Regions from separate parts of the Ovis aries genome. Here region 1 is linked to region 2. The links are chromatin contacts, called in public Hi-C maps. All regions are on one chromosome and are shown on one strand. Each heading gives the region's core, a stretch centred on a gene start, on an enhancer-like site or on the middle of the called end of the contact. The rest is flanking DNA. Distances are from core to core; before and after follow the strand shown. Region 1 holds the start of SLC22A17 (solute carrier family 22 member 17). Region 2 holds the start of THTPA (thiamine triphosphatase).

Region 1 (7,463 bases), core at 3,599-6,098, 180 kb before region 2:
GCTGGTAGCAGTGGCGAATGGCGTGGGCAATAAAGCTGTGAGACAGGGCGGGGAGGCACAGGATAGCGTCTGTGGTGTCTGCATTGCCACCTGCAGCCTTTCACCACCCTGGTTGCCCTCTGCAGGGGTCCTCAGGCCTTCCCCACCCAGCCAGCCCCCATCCTAGCTACCGGCCTGGCCCTTGGCCCCAACACCCAGGCTCACTTGGTGAAGCCCAAGATAAGCAGATTTTTCCAGATGTTGCGGTAGTTGAGGAGGGAAGCGAAGGAAAAGGAGGATGTTGCAGGGAGAGGGCAGGTGTTCTCCAGGTCTTGGGAGAGAGAGAGGAGCTGTTAGAAGGAACAGCTGAGCACTCAGGGTCCTCCTACATGGGTGGGACCCCTGTCTCTTACCCTGCAGGGCCTCCTGGGCCTCCTCTCCCAGCATCTGCCCATGGGGCCGGTTCCGCTCAGCCAGGATCCTCAGCACAGATTGGGCCTCCTCAATCTGTCGCTTCACTATCAGCCACCGTGCAGACTCCAGAAACAGACCAGGCCAGCTGGGGGAGGGGGAAGGGAGTGCACTGTGAGGCTTCCCATCTCCTGACCCAGAATGGAAAACTCCCACCTCTGAGGGGCTGGGGCTGCAGCAGCCTGGACGAGGGGCAGTGGAGAAAAGGACGGGTTTGCAGGCTAGAGCTACAGGTAGGAGGTAGAGATGGGAATGGCCAGACAACAGGTGGAGGGTGATACTGACCCATAAAACAGGAAGAGGATGCAGGGAGCGGTGATCATTCGCTGAAGAAATCGCCAGTCCTTAGAGACAAGGGCCAGGCCCAGGAACAGGAAGTGCCCCCCTACCCCCACCAACTCCCCCGCCAGGGCCACCCGAAGCCTCTGGGTTGGGTCGCACAGCTCCAGCCCTGGAGATACAGCAGGGACAGGGAGGAGAGGCCAGGGAGGACGGAGGCGTGGGAAGAGAGGAGGGGAGAGGGAGGGAGGAGGACAGAGAGTAAGGTCAGACCCTGTGTGGAGGCTGCAGCCACTGCCTCCCACAGACTAACCGCTAAGGCAGAGTGGGGAGGCTGTTCGGACCTCTCCTCTCTCCTGCTCAAACTTGGGAGGGCTTGAGGTTCAGAGTCCCTGCAGGGGCTCAGCATTCCCAGTTTACGGGCCCTTTCATATCAGACCTCTTATTTGACCTTCACATTAACTGTTGTTCAAGCTCCTACAGCTACTCAGGATTTCATTTTTAAAATAAGGCTCATTCCCTGACAGCAGTAAGTCCAGGGCAAGGAAAGCATTAAAGATCATGGAAGGAGAGGGGCATATGAGAAGCAAGACCCCTGGATCCTTTAAAGCCCTGGCCAGAAAGAGCCGAGATTCCAGAGAGCTGAAGAAGGGACTGAGGGGTTCCCAAGGAGCAGTGGCAATGACCTGGGGATACAAACAGGCAGGCATGAGCCCCTAGGGAAGGAGCTCTGGAAGGGTGCCACTCACGCATCAGGTAGACACCAAGGTCAACGCCAGCAAGCAGGAAGCCCAGGAGGAATCGGAGGGCCATGACACCCGTGGAGGAACCTGCAGCAGCACCTCCCACTCCACAGGGGCCCACCAGTCCCAGAGTCAGCAGCACAATCCCACGTCGGCCAAACCTGGAAAGCAGGGAGAGCCTCTGGTCACCCAGACTCCCTGAAGGAGAAGTGGCTGGGTAGGGTCCAGCTGCCCACTTTAGAGATGGAGATATGAGGATGAGGCCCAGGGAACAAGGGTTGGACTAAGGCTACAGGAGATGGGGAAGGATGGGGACCCTGGCTACTGGGCACTGGGGCATGGCTATTGTTCTGTGGGGGATGGGGCCACTGACTCTGAGGGCTGTTGGTCAGAGATGAAGGCATTTCTTCATGGAAGTGAGACCAGCCATCAGTGGGGATGGGATATTGCTTAGGAGAATTGGATCCATGAGACCTTGGGAATACAGATATTGGTCAGTGGGGATGGAGCTTGTCTTGCTCAGACTGATCAGAGGAGATGGGCTCATTGACATACAGGGTTGGAATTACTGATCTAAGGAGGTAGGCCATTGGCCACTTGTCCATGGGGATAGTATTGGTCAGTGAAAATGGAGCTCTTGATCTTTGGGAACTGAGTAATTGATTTTGGGGGATGAAGCCATTTTTCCATGGGATTGGGACATGGGTCTATTAATCCATAGGAGTGGTCAGTGGGATGGAGTCACGACCAGAAGATGGAGCCATTGATCCATGAGAGTGGAGCTCTTAATCCATGAGATAGGACTATTAATCAGTGGGGCTGATCACTAACTTCTGAAGATTGGACAGTTCATCTTTGGGGATGTAGCTATTAATTCCTGGGATAGAGATTTCATTCGGGATGGATGGGACTATTGGCCAGTAGGGAAGAATCTGTTAATCCATATGGATTATCAGTAAGCATGGGGTCATGGAAATGAGAGACTATTGGTCAGTGGTGACGGTCACAGACTGTGAGTCAGTGGGGACAGGGTTCCTGATCCTTGGAGGGTAGGCTACTGGTTTTTAGGGATAAGAGCACTGGTGTAATGTGGATGTAGACTGGGGTCACTGGTCATTGGGAAGGGGACACTGATGCCTGAGAGTGAAACTACTGACCCAATAGGGTGAGACCATTTTCCATGGGGTTGAGCTTATTGGCTAAGGCTACTGAATTTAGGAGATTGAATTTAGGTCTTTGGGTATGAGGCTACATACTCCAGAGGAATGATGCTACTGATCTGTAGGTATGAGGCCACTGATGCATGAGGATGGGCTATTGACCTATGGGTTTAGGATCATTTGCCCACAGGGGTGTATGACTATTGGGCAGTGAGGATAGGTATTGTTTTCAGGGAACTGGACTATTGAATGGTGGGTTGCCTTTGAGCCATGGGAGTTGAACTATAAAGCCATTTGGATGGGACTGTAGACCAGTGGAGATGTCTAATAATCCCCAGGGATGGAGCACCTGGTCAGTGGTGATGGTGTCAAGGATCAGAGATGGAATTTTGACCCCTGGGAAGAGCTGCTAGTTGGTGGGGATGGGTTTGTAGATCTTTGAGATGTAACCACTGATTCCTGGAAATGAGGCTTTTGATCTGAGAGGATCTGAGAGCACTAATGATTCATGAGGATGGGACTATTAGCCTGGGGTGAGGGGTGCTATTGTGGTCATTGATCCATGGTGGTTAAACTATGGACCCTCCTCAAGAGGGTAGTCATTTGTTTGAAGAGTTGAGCTACTGATCAGTGTGAATGGGGCTGTTGATATTTAGAAATTAACATAATGACCTTTAGGAATGGGGCCACTGAGACAGAGCTAACAGACCAGGTAGACAGTACTGTTAACAGGGATTAATCCACGAGGACTGCAAGGGAGGAGCTTGGTGGTAATAGGACAACAGAGGAAGAGTCAGGACTTCTGTGGACCTAGGGGTTTTGGGCAGGAGGGTGGGGCCACTGATTCATGGCTGTGGGACTGGCAGTGGGGGGAGAGTTATCCTCTGTTTGGAAGAGGTATGGTAAGAGTATTTCTTGGTGGGGAGTGAAGTTGAGACAGTGCTGGGGCCGCCTCTCAATGAACAGGAGCAATCCAGAGGACACTGCAGAGCTGAGCAAAGCCTCTTCACCCTCTGGCGAAGGCTAGGTGCCTGGACCAGCCTCCCTAGCAAGCCCTCCTCTCTCCTTGCTGAGCCCTCACCTGTCTGCTGGGTAGCCCAGGAACAGGTAGCCGGAGGCGAAGCCCAAGATGAAGAGGATCTGCTCCAGGATCACCTGCCAGCCCAGGTCACACACCAGATCCCACTAGGGACGCGAGAGGGAGGAGCGGGTGTGAGACCCCTCGCTGGTGGCGCGGCCCGCCCCCAGACCCGCGGCCCAGCGGGCCGCCTCACCTGGCCGATGGCGTTGGTGGTGAGCACCGGGAGGCCGTTATAGTCCCAGTCCTTGAGACAGTGGTTGAAGTCCGGCGGAGCGAAGCCGCTGCACGAGGGGTCCGTACTGGTGGCGAGGCGGCTGGCGGCGCTGGCGGCTAGGGCCGCGCTGGCGACGCTGACGCCGCTGGCGTTGGGGGGCTGCTCCCAGCCGGAGGCGTTGGGGGGGAAGGCCCCGTAGTGGCAATGCAGCGGGGGTGCCAGCGTGAAGATGGGGTCGGAGGCCAGGCCCAGCGCCACGAAGAGCACGGGCAGGCAGCAGAGGCCGAGCTGCAGCTGCTGGCCGCCGCCCAGCGCCCCCACCTGGGCGAGCAGCGCCTCGAAGCTGAGGGGGCCGGGGGGCACGGCCAGCGACAGGCTGCTGCCCATCCCGTCGCCGCCCGCGTGGCCCTCCCCCTCCCGCTCGCGTTCGCGCTCCCGCTCACCCTGCAGCTGCTCCGTGGGCACCGCATCTCCAAGGGTCCCGACCTGCTGGGGGTGGGAGTGTGGGTTGGAGGGGTGGCGGAGAAGGGTGAAGCGGAGAAAACCGCAGGGTAAGGGAAGAGGGGGGGGCGCAAGCGGGAGGAAGGCAGTCTGCCGCGGGGGATGCACGGGAGGAAAATGCCAGGCGCTTGTCCAGGGGTGCGGGGAGATGATGGCGTAGCCCCCAGGGCGCGGGCACTTACTCCGTTGGGGCTGGGGGTGATCTCTACAGTGCTGTCGATCTTGCTGCCGCCCCCGCCATTGGGCTCGGGGGTCCCGGTGGCCACCCGGGGAGCCAGTTTGCCGACCGCAGGGGCCCAGGCGGCCCGCACGGAAAGGATGCGCTGTCTTCTGGCCCAGTGGCGCGCCGTTGCCCGGACACAGAGGCCAAGAGATCCCGCTCTGCAGCTCTGCAGCCGCGGGCGCCTCCTCCGTCTCTGCGATCTCTGCGCCGCTTTCCCCACCCCTTCCTCCAGACTCTCCTCCCCTTCCAACGTCAGCAGAACCTTCGGTCCAGACTCTTCGTCAGAGAGAGGAAGGGGGGCGAGGACCCAGGGGAGGGAGAAGATGGGGCTCTCTCTCTGTTCCCTGGGTCTGCGGGCCATTGCGGTATAAAGGGAACAACTGAAGGATAGTAAGTACATCCCAGGCAGGTGCCAGCGATTCCTCTTTTGCTTCCAGTTCTTCCTGCTCATCCATCCATCCATCCATCCACTCACTCATCAGTACAATTTATTAAGTGTCTGCTATATTCTGGCCGTGTGCTGGGCTTTGGGGATAATAGGATGGACAAGACTGATATCGGAGTGGCTCACTGAGGAGAGACAGGCATACTGGAAGGGGTGCTTGCATATGGTGGACTGCACTGGGCGTTGCACTCAGCCTTGGCTTTAGTCCTCTGCAAGACCACTTCTCTGGTTTCACAACCCCACCCTGGCTGAGTCTCCATCATTTCTCAGCAGCATTTGGCTTTGTTGGCTACCCCTTCCTCTAAACTCTTTCTTCCCTGTCTGCCAGGTCCCATACTCTCCAGATTTTCTTTCTCTTGCCACTCTTTTCTCTACCACAGACTCATTCTCCTCACCATCCGTCAGAGCCTGTGATCTTTGGAGGCTTGATTCTAGGTCCTCATCTCATACTGTTCTCTCCGCCTCAGAATCTCACTTATGCCCACAGCTTCCGTCACCCTCAGTATAAATAATAGGAGCCAATATAAACCTGATTCCCATATTTACGTCTCCAGTTCCCACCTCTCTTCTGAGCCCCAGACCCTTGAAGCCACCTCTTATTTGGTTTCTTATCCTGGATGCATCACAAGGATCTCAGAGTCAATACGTCCAAGACCAAACTCATGGTCATGTCTCCCCGCTCCCCCCAACTAGGCCGTCTTCTAGCTCTTCTTTCCTCACTGAATGGCACTTTCACCATCCAGTTGTGGCCAGATGCTCAGGTGACAGCCCTTAGAGCGCCCCCTTCCTTACCCCCGCTCTCCACCCCATGTCAAATCCTCTACAAAATCCTGCGCATTTCATTTCCTGTGTAGTTCTCAGATATTCTGCTTCTTTCCATCTATCTCCGGCACCGCTAGTCAAGCTACCTGTTGTGCAGACTGCTTTAGCCTCCCAGTTCTTAACCGGTGCTCTGTATCTGCTTTGTTTCCAATCCTTTCCCCCCATCTGTTCATAATGCAGATGGACTGATCTTTTCAAAAGGCAGATGTCTGTGTTCCTTTCCTGTTTAACAACCATCAGCGTCTTCTACCGTCAAGGTAAATGCAATATTCTAGACCTCATAGTGATCCGATACTCTCTGCAGCTCTCTCTCTCTCTCTCCAAATTCTGCGCACCAGTCACACTGACATTCTTCCAGTTTTTCCAGTGCTACAGGGCCCTTGCATAAGCTGGTCCTTGTCCCTAGAAGTCTCCTCTACTTTAGTCAAGTTCCTCTTCAGCTGTCAGTTCAAGCTTATTTGCCTTAGAGAAGTCTCCCCTAACTCCTTGAATTGCTACTCAAAGTATGATTTATAGACCAGGAACATCCACATCACCTGGGAAGTTGCTGGAAATGTAGAATCGAAGGCTGTTTTCGGATACTTTGCATTTTTAACCAGATCCCCATGTATATGTACGTTAAAGTTAGAAATGTAACTCTTCTCAAGGAGATTTGATTTCCTTTTTTTTTTTTTTTTAGACTTGATTTCTAATAGGTTCTTTATTCTCTTATTCCAGGTAAGTGTTGAAAAGGATGTCCTGTCAATCTCAAGATGGAAATCCATTCCATCTTTTCTCCACTGAACCACACTTCTAATTTGTCCCCTCTGTTCAGAAATTTTCCAGATATGGGAAAGTCTTCTAATGCAATAAGCAGCCTCTCCCCACCCCTCAACCCATTTCCACATCTCTTCAGTATTTACTTCGGTGCTGTCACAGGCAACATTCCTTGGGGATTTATTTGCTAGTCTCCTCATGTCTGTCTTGGAATTGTAATCCATGTAACTCTCTGCGTTGCTGGGCTGTTCACACGCATTATCTTGTTAGGGCCTCACAACAGCCCTGGGAGATCACTATGTTCCTTCTCATATTAGAGAGGAAACTAGGACTCTGAGGATCTGACAGGATTTACCTGCAGACACAGGTACATGGAAACTTGCATTGAGACCTCTGACTCTAATTCCAGGCTGATCCCTTGAAAATCTTTCTGGAAGGTGGTGGAGGACGGCCTCTGTTATGTCTTTAACGCCAACACCTAGGGGTGAATTTTGGTGGCCTCAGCCTCTGGAAATGAGTTTCTTTTGAGAGTGAAATGGGAACAAAGAACCTCAAATGGAGGAGGCAAATGCATGGGGAGAGGGGCCAAGGGACTGACTGTGATTGAATTTTGGGGTACCTCCAGTCCAGTCACTGTGCCAGGATAGAATCTTGGGAAAGCGGAGCTTAAGCAATGTGGCCTGGACTTCTTCCCTTGCGGTAAACGGCTGAAGTGATCCCCTGTCTAGGCCATGGCCCATCGATTTCACCAAGGCCCTGTGGACTATGGACTTCTAACACATTGAATTC
Region 2 (6,971 bases), core at 146-2,645:
GATTTCAGGAGGTGGAGTAGCTTTCCCAACACCAAACACCAATGAAATGAAGACTGGAGTTGACTCCAGGTGTGACTGACTTTGGAGTCTAATCTTTCTTTCTCTTTAAACTGCTGCCTCTGCCCTACTGGATTTGGACCCTATAACTCAAGGAAGAGATTAAGTCTACTTTCTTTGAGCAACAAAACTTAAAAGCAAAGGACAGATGAAAAGCAGGCCAATTAAAGGAGTTAGGGGCTGGGGTCCCTCTCTTCCCTGCACACTGGTTCCTGTCATCGGGTTGGGGGGGATGCAGATAAACATTCAAAACATGCCAGGTTCAAGATACCATGTCTGTAAACCAGTGTCCTCTCCATGGTACCTCCCATGAGTCACGTGTTTCCAAAAACATGCTGGGGAAAGGATAAGTGTAAAGAACCTAGCCCTTCTCACCCATCATAGGAGGGAAGCCAGGAGTTGACAAGAACCACTGTTTCTCAGTAAGCTACCTTACCCCAAAAACCAGACATACAGTAGATGCCTCCAGGTAATCATAATCCTGGGAGGGAGTAAGGAGAAGCAGCCTTCTCAATTTTGTCTCCCAAAGCAGTCAAAGGGCCATTCTCATGTCTTCCTATATCTTAAATGAACGCAATATTTCTCCTGTTCCTGATAAAGCCTGCACAGGGGCCGCAGGAAACAGACAAACTCCTCAGTGTGGCATGTAAAGCCTTTCTCAGTCTGCTCAGCGGCACTTTCAGCTTTGTCTCTTTTCCCTTAAACACTGGCCAGGGGCTATCCAGCTTCTGGGTCTTTGCTCATGCTGTTTCTCTGTCTCCAGTCATTGAAATCCCATCATGTCTTTAGTTTTCATCCAAAATGTCATTTCCTCCTCTTACAGAAAGTCGTCGGGGGAGGGGGCTTCCCTGGTGACCTAGTAGTTAGAATTCTGGCTTTCACTGTGGGAGGCTGGTGTTCAATTCCTGGCCAGGAACTGAGATCCCTCAAGCTGCACACACAAAAACAACTCTCCCATCCACCGTTATCCTGAACATTCTTGGGGATGTTTTAACTACCCTTTAAAACTCCAGAGTCTAGAGTAACTAGACTGGTCTTAACTTTTTTCTTCCCCCAGCTCATTGCCATTGGCCTGCATTTAATGGGCCACCACAATAGTCAATAAAGTATCTGCTGGACAGGGTCTGAGTGAGTGGCTTGTATTCCAGGCCCATCTGCCAACGAAGTGAGAGGGTTGAAGGCGGAAATGGGGTCTGAGTGCCTTTTCCATCCGACTTAACTTTAGATAAGACTCCCACAGGCGTCAATCGCGGCTTTCCTGTCACCATAGCGACGAGTGGGGCAAGAGAACAAAATTTCCCTTCGGAACTACACCTCCCATCATGCACCCGGGTTCCAGGGTGCCGGGCTCAGCCTGCGGCCTGAGACCCGGGCCGCCCCTCGGGAGCTGGGAGGGGTCTGGAATGAGGAGCAGAGCGGAGGGGGCCATCCTTACTCTTGGCCCACCGCGGAGGTTGCGGCCCCTCATAACTTAGCAGGCTTCTCGGCCCAAGCCTGCCCTCGGCATCGCTACATCGGGCCTAATATGGCCGCTTGTGCCGGGGCCTCCCCCTTGCGCAAAGAACCGGGCCGAGGTCCGGAACCAGGGACTGCTTCCGGCATTCCTCGCGGGCGTGGCGTGGGCTTCCTTCCCCTTACTCCAGGTCCCGCGAGAGGGAGACCCTTGGGCTTTCAGGTGAGACCCGAGGCTCCGCGGGTAGGTGCTCTAGGGGGATCGGGCGGGGTCATCTCCCGCAGTGAGTAGCCGTACTCCCGGGGTAGCATATGTCGAGGGAGGGGCGTTGAAAGGACACCCGCTACACGGCTTGCTTTCTAGAGAGCCCTTTGGATTTCCCAGGGAATCCTTTGGATTTAGGACATCAGTAGCAGAAGGGATCTAACTGGAGACCTGTGCCTGTTGCTGAGCCGTTAAAAACATGAGACAGACAGGGCCATCCATCACAGAAGGAGGAAGGACCCCCGACAGACAGCCCTGCCACGGTGTGTGCCCCTCACAAGTTCTTCCGGGGGGAGGGATCTTCGGGAGCTCATCAGTGTTTGTTGATTGACTGATTGCAGGTAGCATGGCCCAGGGCCTGATTGAAGTGGAGCGAAAGTTCGTTCCCGGGCCCGGCACAGAGGAGCGGCTGCAGGAGTTGGGGGGTACCCTGGAGCACCGAGTCACTTTCCGAGACAGCTACTATGACACCCCTGAGCTGAGCCTCATGCGAGCTGATTACTGGCTGCGACAGCGAGAAGGCAGTGGATGGGAGCTCAAATGTCCCGGAGCGGCAAGTGTCTCAGGACCCCACACTGAGTACACGGAACTCACAGCTGAGCCTTCAATTGTGGTCCAGCTATGTGAGGTGCTGGGGGCTGTGGTCCCGGGGGCTGGGGTCGTGGCTGCTGTGTTGGGCCCCTTGGGGCTGCAGTTAGTAGCTAGTTTTGTGACGAAGCGCAGTGCCTGGAAACTGGTGCTGTCCGGAGCTGACGGAGAGGAGCGGCTGCTCAGGGTGGACCTGGATACAGCTGACTTTGGCTACGCTGTGGGTGAGGTAGAGGCGCTGGTGGACAAGGAGGCCGAAGTCCCAGCTGCCCTGGAGAAGATCCACCACCTCAGCAGCCTGCTTGGTGAGGGAGACACGCTCTTCTGTACTTCCTTTGTTCTTCTGAGTGTACCCACTGGGCCAATTGTCGGGGGACGTCTCGAGGCTATTTCTTTAAGGGGAATTATTTTAGCAGTTTTCTAGAGGACCCAATTTGCTCAGGGCTCTATCAAATCTGGTTCCTTCTTTTACAGTAGCTGTCTAACCTGCATTGAATCCTTCCATGTATCTCTAATCCTTCCCAGCCATTGGCTCATGTCATTCTCATCCCTCTAGCCACTCCAGGTGTCTTTCGATTCCAGTCAGCTCTCTTCTTCAATCTTTCCATCCATCCTTTCTCCCCCCAACTCCTGTCCTCTGATTTTTATAATGAAATCCTCATTGGTCCTACTGGCTTGAGTAAAAGTCAAGAATGTTGTTCCCATGTGACAGAGGGTGGGGCGAACGTTAGCAGTTTAGTTCTGTTCCCAGGTTAGCTCCCCTGTACAGTTCATCCATGCAAATACAGGGTCGTGCATCCCGTGGGGCCTTACAGCCCTGGAATGTTGTTCTTGCCTCCTCAGCAAACCTACACTGAGTTCCCTCCTATCGGCCCAGCATGCTGCCAGGCACTAACAATCAGACACTGGCTAATTGTGGCTCCACACCACAGAGGCTAGAATTCTCTGCAAATCCCACCTCATTCATGGCTGTAGCTGCTTCTCCTTTCTACACCCCTTGGTTTCTCTCTGTGTGTGCATCTCTGCATGTGCTTCATTACCAAGCTAATGAGCTCTGGCCTGCCTGGAGAGGCTTTAATCTTGACTGGGGGGCAGGAGCAGTAACTGAAATGAGTTACTATTGAGGCACCCTCTGTCTTCCTGGCGCCTGAGTGCCCTTCACCACTTCTCCTTGCCAGAGGAGAGGCTCGTGCTTGGCTTCCTAGGCCCACTTCTGCCTCAAGTGGCCCTCTTCGGCCCGGCTTCCCCAGGCCAATCAGGGAGTAGGCTGGTGGGTTAGCTAAGCTGGTTGGCCGGTGTTCGGAATCCCAGTGCTGCCTTGGAAACAACCTGGGGTCCCGCTGGGAGAGGCACAGTATCTGTGGCTGTCTGGCTCTCTCCTCATTCTCCTTTTGCCTGTAGGTGTGCTGGCGCAGGAGAAGGCACCTGCCAAGCTGATTGTGTACCTGCAGCGCTTCCGGCCCCAGGACTACCAGCGCCTGCTAGAAGTGTACGGCTCCAAAGAGCAGCCTTAGGGGACTGGAGATCTGGACATGACACGGGGCTGAGGAGCTTCATTCCTGGGCTCACCGTGCCTCTTCCCTTCTGGCTCCCCTTCCCACAGTGACCCCTCTCGCTCCAGCTCTGCCTGTTCCTTCACCCTACCCTCCGCTATCCTTCCTGGAGCCTTCCCTGGCTGCCTCCTCTCCCTCATCCGTCAGATGCAATCTGTGGGCCGCCCCTCTCCCCTGGCCGCTAAGCAGCCTCCATTGATTTCCGCTCGTGTTTATAGGATTTCCACTTAGCCGTGATCAGTAGTTAAGCACAGGAAAATCCCTTGCCACCCCCCTCCCTTGGTCGATGCCATTGATTCTGCCAGCGGCTCCTAAACTGCCTTACAGCTGAGTTAGAGAGGAGGGGAGGCAGCAGGGATTTCCCTGCCCCGGGCTACAGGGAACAGCAGCAGCTTGGGGAAGCTGGTGAGGATTCCTGTTAGAAATCTAGAACTTCTGGTTTGACACTGCCCCTGTGCCTAGAGAGTAGAGTGCCTCCTGTGGAGGTTTAGGGGCACATCTGCTCCCCAGCCAGAATGGGGGGGGGGGGGTTGGTAGAAGGAAAACCTTCCTTTGTTGAAACCAGTTCCAAAGGCTTAGGGCAAGATACCTACTTCCTGTATAAGAAGGCTCTTCCCTGGCTGTTATTCACATACATTTTCTACCTCAAATGATGGCTTTGCCCCCTAGGGCTTTATTGGGCTTTCATCATTTGTGGGGTTCCCCCCACCCCAGTTCTGCAGCAGCAAGGACAGGACCAGAGTGCCACCTGCTGGTCACCCTCAGATATGGATCCAAGTAGCTGGGGCTCCTGATTTGGGGACACAGGAGGATTTCAGGCTCTGAGTGGAGGCGGAGTTACTGCCATGTCTCCACAGGCAAGTTGTTCACCTCAAAGATTTCCTGTACCGACTGGCCAAAGTGGTCGTAGGTGAGGCGCAACTTCAACCGCAAGGGGGCCTAGGAACAGGAGAGCGAAGACCGGGGTAAGCACAGGTGGCTCCTCCCTGCCCTAGGTCTCAGCCTCGAGGGGCTCCTGGAGCTCACCTTGTTAGGATTGAGGATTCTGAGCAGCTGGGTCATCGGAAGGCCACCCTGGGCTGGAACAGTGTCTCCACTGGGGGCCTGTAGCTGCAGCTGGAAACTCTAAACACAGGAGGTTGGACAGAGCACACATAAGGCAGCTGGCTGGCTCAGGCAACCACTCCACACCCAACAGTTTCAAACCCTCTTCCCACGACTCCCAAGGTGCCTGTCTCTGCAGTCACTCCCTTCTCATCTCACCCTCCCTCCACCCCCAGCACCTCCCCTACTTAGTGGCTTTTTCTCCTGGAGTATCCAGGCTACCTCTGAGTCCTGGTCTTCTACAAACCTTAGGCACAGCCGCCTGGCAGATGAAGTGGGTGACGTCACCCCCTGAGGTGTTGGTGGCAGTGACAGTGATTAACAGCAAAGTAGGGGTTCCAGGGGGTCGAACAAAAGAAAGATTCAGCTGAAGTCCTTCACGCTCAAATACTTTGAGATTTGGGATGGGAGCTACAGTAGGGAGAGAGAAGTGACTCAGTATATGGGCTGAAGATAACAGTTCATTCATTCATGCAAGAAAAATTAAATGAGCACCCACTGGGTGCAGGGAACTGCTCCAGATGCTAGTGATCGAGTGGACAAGAAGATGAGGTCCCCAGTGGAGCTCACAGCTTAGGAGAGAAAAACAATAAACAAGAAAACAATCACAGTCTGTAACTGGTGCTCTGAAGGAAATAACCTGTGGGGGGAACTAACTTAAGTAGGAGAGGGAGGGGAAGTATCTGACATTTTAGCTGAGACTGAAGATGGAGAGTGAGCCAGTTATTTTAATGTGCTGGGGAAAACACATTCCATGTGAAAAGAATATGAACACCAAGGGCTTGAGGTGAGAGGACCTCAGAGTTGAGAGGGGGCCAGTGGAGCAGGTAGTGGGAAAGCCTGTGAGATGGGCAGGGAGGAAGCAGGACCCCGGGCCAGAACTAAGAAACCTGAACAAAGGAAGGCACTGGAGGGTGTCCAGGAGGGAACTGGTATGATCTAATGAATCCTTTTACTAAGATGGGGATGTGATGGTAGCACACAGCAGGGAAGAGGGACTTCGAATCTCAGGCCTCAGCTTAGAAGGGGAAGCACCTATTTCCACTGCCCCTTCTTTAAGACATCTCCCTTTTGCTGAGGCTTACCAGGGGGTAGGGGAGCGCAGGGAAGGTCAAGGAGGTGTATCAAAGTGTCTCCTGGGGTGGGATCCAGAGGGGGAGGGTGCTGGGCATTCTCAGAAGGGCCATCCAGGAGATCTAACAGATCCAAGAGCTTTGAGGCCTGGAGAGGGCAGAAGGGTCAGGGCTGGGTATGGAAGCTGGACCATGCTCTTCCCCCAGGGTTCCCCAGGCCCTCTCACCTGGGTCTCTGTGGGGACAGGGGCTGCTTCCGAAAGCTGGGCTACTTCTTTGCTTTCCTTTGCTTCCTCATCGACCTGAGGGCCACCCCGCTCCACAAGAGGCATCTTTTCCAGGACGGCAGCCCTGAGAGGAAGAAGGCAGGTGTACCCCTCTGGGTAGACCCTGGGCTTTTCACAAGAGGTGTGGGAGGAGGGGTAAGAATATGAGAGACCTGGGCTCATGGGGGGTCAGAAATGCCCCTCTGATTTCCTAAGACGGAATAGTCTTTCTGGCTTTCAGATGAACAAGGAGGGTGGGAAGCCCACTTAGCGTCCATGAACTGTGGGTGGGCACAGGTAAGGCTGTGACCCTGCACCCAGAAAGGGCCATAGGGAGCGAGCTGGGGGTTGGGTCCCACACCGTCAGCGGCGCACCTCAAGTGGTCGTACTTCCGGAAGAGAGCGTTGTACTCCACCGCCCGCTGCTGCAGCTCCACGTCCTGGCAGCTCCCATAGATGGACATCACCTGGCAGATGCGGCTGGGCCACAGGGTGGTCCGTGACTGGGACTGGCCATCTGCCCTGCCCTTCACCTCTAGGATGTGGCAGGGAAGGAAGAGGCCCCCACAGAGCAGGGAGAGACCCACGATACTTGGCTCAAAAGGAAGGACCT

The links. Hi-C and Micro-C count contacts between places; a contact is called where the count stands out from the background.
Region 1: a contact with region 2 is called in a Hi-C map of tail adipose tissue, with 5 times the contacts expected there. The contact joins the promoter of SLC22A17 here to the promoter of THTPA in region 2. A contact is called at or near these places in 4 of 16 Hi-C or Micro-C datasets (blood, hypothalamus and tail adipose tissue).

What each region holds. Positions count from the first base shown.
Region 1 is chr7:21,380,809-21,388,271 of ARS-UI_Ramb_v3.0, reverse strand. It overlaps SLC22A17 (solute carrier family 22 member 17), which reads right to left and starts at 4,848. Exons shown (of 8, transcript XM_027971625.2): 1 at 4,611-4,848; 2 at 3,907-4,413; 3 at 3,714-3,817; 4 at 1,479-1,633; 5 at 736-901; 6 at 393-538. The coding sequence starts at 4,314.
Region 2 is chr7:21,198,787-21,205,757 of ARS-UI_Ramb_v3.0, reverse strand. It overlaps THTPA (thiamine triphosphatase), which reads left to right and starts at 1,395. Exons shown (of 2, transcript XM_060418556.1): 1 at 1,395-1,732; 2 at 2,116-6,971. The coding sequence starts at 2,121. The coding sequence ends at 2,786. It overlaps AP1G2 (adaptor related protein complex 1 subunit gamma 2), which reads right to left. Exons shown (of 22, transcript XM_060418554.1): 17 at 6,734-6,838; 18 at 6,320-6,443; 19 at 6,105-6,240; 20 at 5,267-5,430; 21 at 4,942-5,040; 22 at 4,566-4,854. The coding sequence ends at 4,753.